Regions from separate parts of the Hordeum vulgare genome. Here region 1 is linked to region 2. Evidence: chromatin contacts called from public Hi-C data. All regions are on one chromosome and are shown on one strand. Each heading gives the region's core, a stretch centred on a gene start, on an enhancer-like site or on the middle of the called end of the contact. The rest is flanking DNA. Distances are from core to core; before and after follow the strand shown.

What was found. Hi-C and Micro-C count contacts between places; a contact is called where the count stands out from the background.
Region 1: a contact with region 2 is called in a Hi-C map of leaf, with 4 times the contacts expected there. The contact joins the enhancer-like site here to the promoter of LOC123409656 in region 2. A contact is called at or near these places in 3 of 6 Hi-C or Micro-C datasets (leaf and seedling) and 1 of 1 datasets of contacts at active chromatin or transcription factors (embryo).

Annotation. Positions count from the first base shown.
Region 1 is chr7H:124,544,380-124,547,079 of MorexV3_pseudomolecules_assembly, forward strand. No RefSeq gene overlaps it. Among protein-coding and RNA genes, the nearest start is that of LOC123408969, 41 kb to the left of the region's middle. Within about 2 kb of position 1,337, at least 2 of the 3 cell types and tissues checked have open chromatin away from gene starts, as enhancers often do. A contact at or near this core is called in leaf, where this site is marked.
Region 2 is chr7H:124,329,432-124,332,131 of MorexV3_pseudomolecules_assembly, forward strand. LOC123409656 (rhamnogalacturonan I rhamnosyltransferase 1-like) reads right to left here and starts at 1,346. Exons shown (of 8, transcript XM_045102519.1): 1 at 513-1,346. The coding sequence starts at 795.

The sequences.
Region 1 (2,700 bases), core at 87-2,586, 210 kb after region 2:
GAATTTTGAAACATAGGAGAATGGGCATCATAAGTTGAATGCACAAGATCGTGAAATTGAAATTTGTTTGCTCTCGTCTGCTATGGTATAGAGCTGGAATAATTGATTGGGCAATGACTAAAATCGAGACCATGATTTTGAGTTGGAGTCCCATACTTGCATTTACAATTTGCATTTTTGTAAGAGTGTTATTCTCACATTAGGTTAGGTGTATTTGTTTACTTGGAATAGGTCTCACACCAAGTAAAAAATTATATTTCTTTTTTGAAGGTTGCTAGTCCCACATGTGAGTAAAAGTGCTTTTGTTTATTTGTGTGTCCCCACATGTGAACTCATCATCAACTCCAATATTTACAAGTAGGAAGATCTGTTATGTTTTTATTAGGTTTGCCTTTTTTACGAGCCTTTTGCTTTTCTTTCCCTTTTGTTCATTTTCTTTGGTTTTCATTGTTTCATTTCATTATCTTTATATGTCTTTCTTCGGTTTTACTTGATTCTATTGGTTTTCATTGTCTTTCTATGCACATTATTGTTATATATCTATTACATATTTTAGTAAACTTATAACAGTTTTCAAATAAAAGATTAATATTTATTAAATACATGGTCAATATCTTTTTATACACATTTAACATTTTTTAAACGCTTAATTAACAATTTTTTAGTACACAATCAATATTTTTATATACACATTTTTTTAAACCTTGACTAATTTTTCTAAATACAAACTTAAAATTTATTAATACATCGTTACATCATTTCAATAGACATTTAATACCTTTTCCAAATGCTTGATTAGTTTTTTTAACATACAAGATTAATATTTTTTTAATACGTGGACAACATTTTTTGTACACATTCTATTTTTTTCAAATGCTTGATTATCATTTTTTGAATACATTGTCAATAGTTTTTTAATACACGATCAACATTTTTTCTATACACATTTAATAATTTTGAAATGCTTGCTCAATTTTTTCAACTATGTGGATTAGAATTTCTTTTAGATACTTGGGTTAACATTTTCTAAATACATCAGCATTTTTTTCATACACATTTTTAGTACATTTTTATATTCATGAGAAAACATATTTGCTATATACATTACCATTATTAATATGCTTGGTTATATTTTTGGAAATGTTTTTATGTAAAGTTTTGTAATATATTTATTTAGAATATTTCAAGTTATAAACAAAAGTAAAATAGGAAGGAAAAAAACAAAAATGAAAAAGTAAAAAACGAAGTGGTGGCCGCCGACGCAGCTAGGCTGGACCATCTTACGCCTCCCTTCATGCGTGTCATCCATCCGCCGAAACAAGGTCTAGCTGCGCCCTCGTGCTCGCGGGTGAGAGCGAGCGATTGAGCAAGCACTGGTGTTGTGCTGGGTCCACCCATATACGTAATCGCTTGAGGCAGTGTTGCCATCAGGAGCTCCAATACGGTGCTGCACACGCCCGTTCACGCTCCTGCCGCATGCAGCGTCCCGCGCTGGGCCGAATCAAAAAGGTCATTGATTTTTTTAAATGTTCATAGACTTTGAAAATAATAATAATTAAATTTGAAAAAAATATCACATTTGAGAAAGATTCATCAATTTTGATAGAAATTTCAGTGATTTTGAAAATCATTCATCAAATTTGAAAAAAGTCATTGAATTTAAAAAATAGTCCTCAAATTTGAAAAGAGTTCATCAAATTTGAAAAGAGTTCATCAAATTTGAAAAAAGTTCACTAATTTTGAAAAAACGTTCATCAAATTTCAAAAAAAGTACATCAATATTTTTAGCAGTTCTTAAAACTGAAAAAAGTTTCAAGAATTTGAAAAAATAATCCGCAAATTTTTAAACAAAGAAAAATATAAGAAAAACCGAATAAAACGCCCAAAACGGTACCGAACCGAAAACCAGGAAAAAGAGAATAAAATGGAGGAAACGAATAACTTAATCACATGTATTGCCACAGCCTAGTTTTCTTTTGTGAAATATTGTGACGGCCTAGTTGTTAGTGCGGTCGCAGCGAAGCGTGAGGTCGTGGGTTCAATCCCGAGCGTAGCAGCTCTTTTTGACAATTTAACAGAAAAAACGAAGCCAACATGGGCCAGCCCAACAGCAGAACGGGGGTGCGCTCTGCAGGGGCCTGTCACTCGAGTAGCCCAACCCAATTAGCATTGTTTATTTCCTATTTTATGACGATTCTACAAGCTTCTCATCCATTTTTTACATTATTATTTCTTTTCTATTGTGTACTATATCAATGTTTAATTTTCCTGTTTATTATTTCTTTATTTTTATTGTTTTAAAAATCTCCCAAAAATTAAAAAGGTTTTTTTAAATACGAAATATCCAAAATATTCTGTTGTGTTCAAAAAAGTTTTAAAATGTTAGCCGTTTCATAAAATATTCAATATTGAAAATAAGCAATACTATTATTTTAAAATAGATTCAATAATCCTACCTGTCGCATCTTGCGGCAGGGAAGCGCTGAAACGCACAAGGGTTCGCCACAAATAGGCCGGCCCAGATTTATTTTCTGTTTCCAAAAATCTAATAATCATTTTTTATTATTTTTTTCTATTGTTTTTTCTGCTTATTCCCTTTATTTTTTTCTTTTTTGGTTAGTTTTTCATTATTTTTTCCTTTTCTTTTCATATTTGAAGCAAAAGCAATTTTGGAATTTGAAGAGCATTTTCTAAAAACCC
Region 2 (2,700 bases), core at 96-2,595:
GCAACTGCAAACGACCAGAATAGTGAAGACCTGCTCCTGACCCACCAAGGCACCAATCGAAAGGAGATCCGACATTGCCCAATTTCTGCAATCGGGATCACCACATGTCCAGCTTAAAAAAGATGATGAATTTACTGTTTTGGATGCAGCTAACAGCGTTACCACGGAATGAATCCGCAACACCTGAGCTAAATTACGCGAATTTGCAAGCACAGGAAAATGAGCAAAATGTGCGCCAACCACCAATCTTTATCATCCCATTCCCAGGCTGATGATATCGCCGGAGCTAAACTACGCGAGTTTGCAAGCACGGGAAGAAGAGCAAAATGTACGCCAACCACCAATCTTTATCATCCCCAGGTCGATGAAATCTACGCTGTGGATTTCGGAAGGATGTACCACACCGAAATGCTGGCGGCCTGTCAATGTCCTAGGAACAGCATTCGGACACGGAGCGGATCGAACAGGGCGAACGAAAGCGAGCGAGCTAGCGAGCGAAGAATGAAACTCACTTTTGGGCGGCAGCAACGCGGCCCTGTCGACGACGGCCGGGCGCACGGCGGCGGCCTCCTCGGGGGCCGTGAGGCAGGAGGGCCATCCCTTGAGCACCCGGGGCCCCCACGTCTCGCCGACGGCGGTGAGCTGCATGACGCAGGTCCAGAGCAGGACGGTGGTGGTGGCGCGCACCATCCAGAGCTTCATCCGCGAGCGCGCGGCGGACGACGGCGGGCACTTGAGCTTGTCGCCTCCGATGCCGGCCGCCGCCTTACCCCCCATGGCCGCCTTCCACGCCATCAACGACCATGGACCGACGGGAGCAGAACAATCTTGGCGGCACCAGCTGCAGCAGCAAGCATCCGTGCCTCAAACCCGCCGCCCGCCTCGAGGAGCCCGCCTGGCCCTGGCTCCGTTCCCACCCAATGCAGCGCCAAACAAGGCCTCTCCCGCCGTCACTCCACCGCTGCCCAGAGCGCCGCGACGTTGGTGACAGAAACGCGGCCGCGGACGGCCCTCGCCGCGTCGTCGGACGAGCAGCAACCGCCCGTCGGCCCGGGCGTGGCGCCGTGTCGATCGGCTCCTCTCCTTGAAGGAACGGCAGGAGCAGGCCGGTAAAGCGCGTGCCGCCGTCGGTGACAGGTACCGGTAGGCGCCGGAATGGGCGGCGGGGTCGGAGGATCGGCGCCGGAGACGGGCGGGGTGGCGGGGCGGATCTCGGGGCAGAGGGAGGGGGTGAGAGGGAGGGAGGCGTGGGAGAGCGATTTGTGGGGGCGCCTAGTTATTTTTGGGCCGCGGCGTCGGTGGTAGTGACCGTGACCGTGACGCACACACTCCTCCTCTCCTCTGATCCCCGGGGCCAGGCAGGGGGGTGCGCGTAGCCGTATTAATGCGTGTCCTAATCCGCTGCGGTAAACGGTTGGTGGCACCGGGGGGTTGCACACGGGCGGGCGCCGCGCACACGTGGAGGGCCTCAGATGCCAGCGGACGGCCGGGATTGGACGGCGCGGTTAGAGCGGAAGGAGCCGTTTGGGCCCGTGACGACGGGGTCGGCGCTGCGCGGCTGCCGGCGCGGAACGCCGTTTGTTTAAACTGACGACGGCGACGACTCGATCCGCCTCTCATTTTTATTACTACTCCTTGTTGGCTTGGCTCGCCGTGCTGCTGTGTTGACAGTGTTGTGTGCAGGGACCTGATTAATTTGCCACTCCTTGTTGTTGTTGTTGGAGTTTTGTATTGCTCTCGCGGCTCACATGCCGGTGTTTGCTTCTTGTTTTTGTCCTGGGCATTTTTTCTTTCAGAGCTATACCGCTGTATTAGGTATCTTGTGGGGGAAATCTTCTTCGGCACGTGGCAAGGCTGTTGCTGCTGGCTGCTTTTTTACAATTTTATCACTGTTTCGGCGAGAGCATCTACAATCCAACCTTACAAATCCAACCCCATAAATATTGGTGGACATGCCCAATCGGTGATCAGGCGTGTCCTTTATTGATCCATTCACGCATTCATACTTTTTATTCTCTTCCTTATATGTCCGGTCACTTGCACGTGATTGGTGAATAGGAAGAGAGAAAAAGAAAATAATGAATAAAGAAAAAAAGATGGTCCGGGGTGAGGTCACGTCCTATGTGACGGGCTGACCGGACATGCCCGGGCGCATCCGCGAGCCCTTATATTCTCCTCATGTTTGAGATGGATATGAGAGTTTGCGGACAGTCCGGAAATATAGGGACGATATGATGGGTCCGGTTGGGTCATTTTTTTCCTTCTCTCTGTTGTCCGATCACTGACCGGGCACGTCCACAAACGTATGAAGGATCATTTGAGAGGTCCATTTGTAGATGTTTTAATGGCATGTGAGATGCATCATTATTTTTTTGGGGAGAAACTTCGAGTCTATTCATAATGAGGCAATCATGCCGCTACACATACAATCAGGTCCATGGATCATTTACCGACGACCAAGCAATGGAGCGAGAAGAAGACGCGACACCGTCAACGACTTTCCTTATCGGATTCGGGCAAATCTATAGAAAGTCGTGAAGTCTTGGTGCTACATCTCCACATGATCGACGCGCAAGGTCAGCAACCATCGTCAATGAAAAGAGTCGTAGGTTGGGAGGATCAAACATGTAAGCATATAAGTAAAGATTGGATCCAATCAGATCCTTAGAAGACCAGCATTGACTAAATCCCGCAAGATCC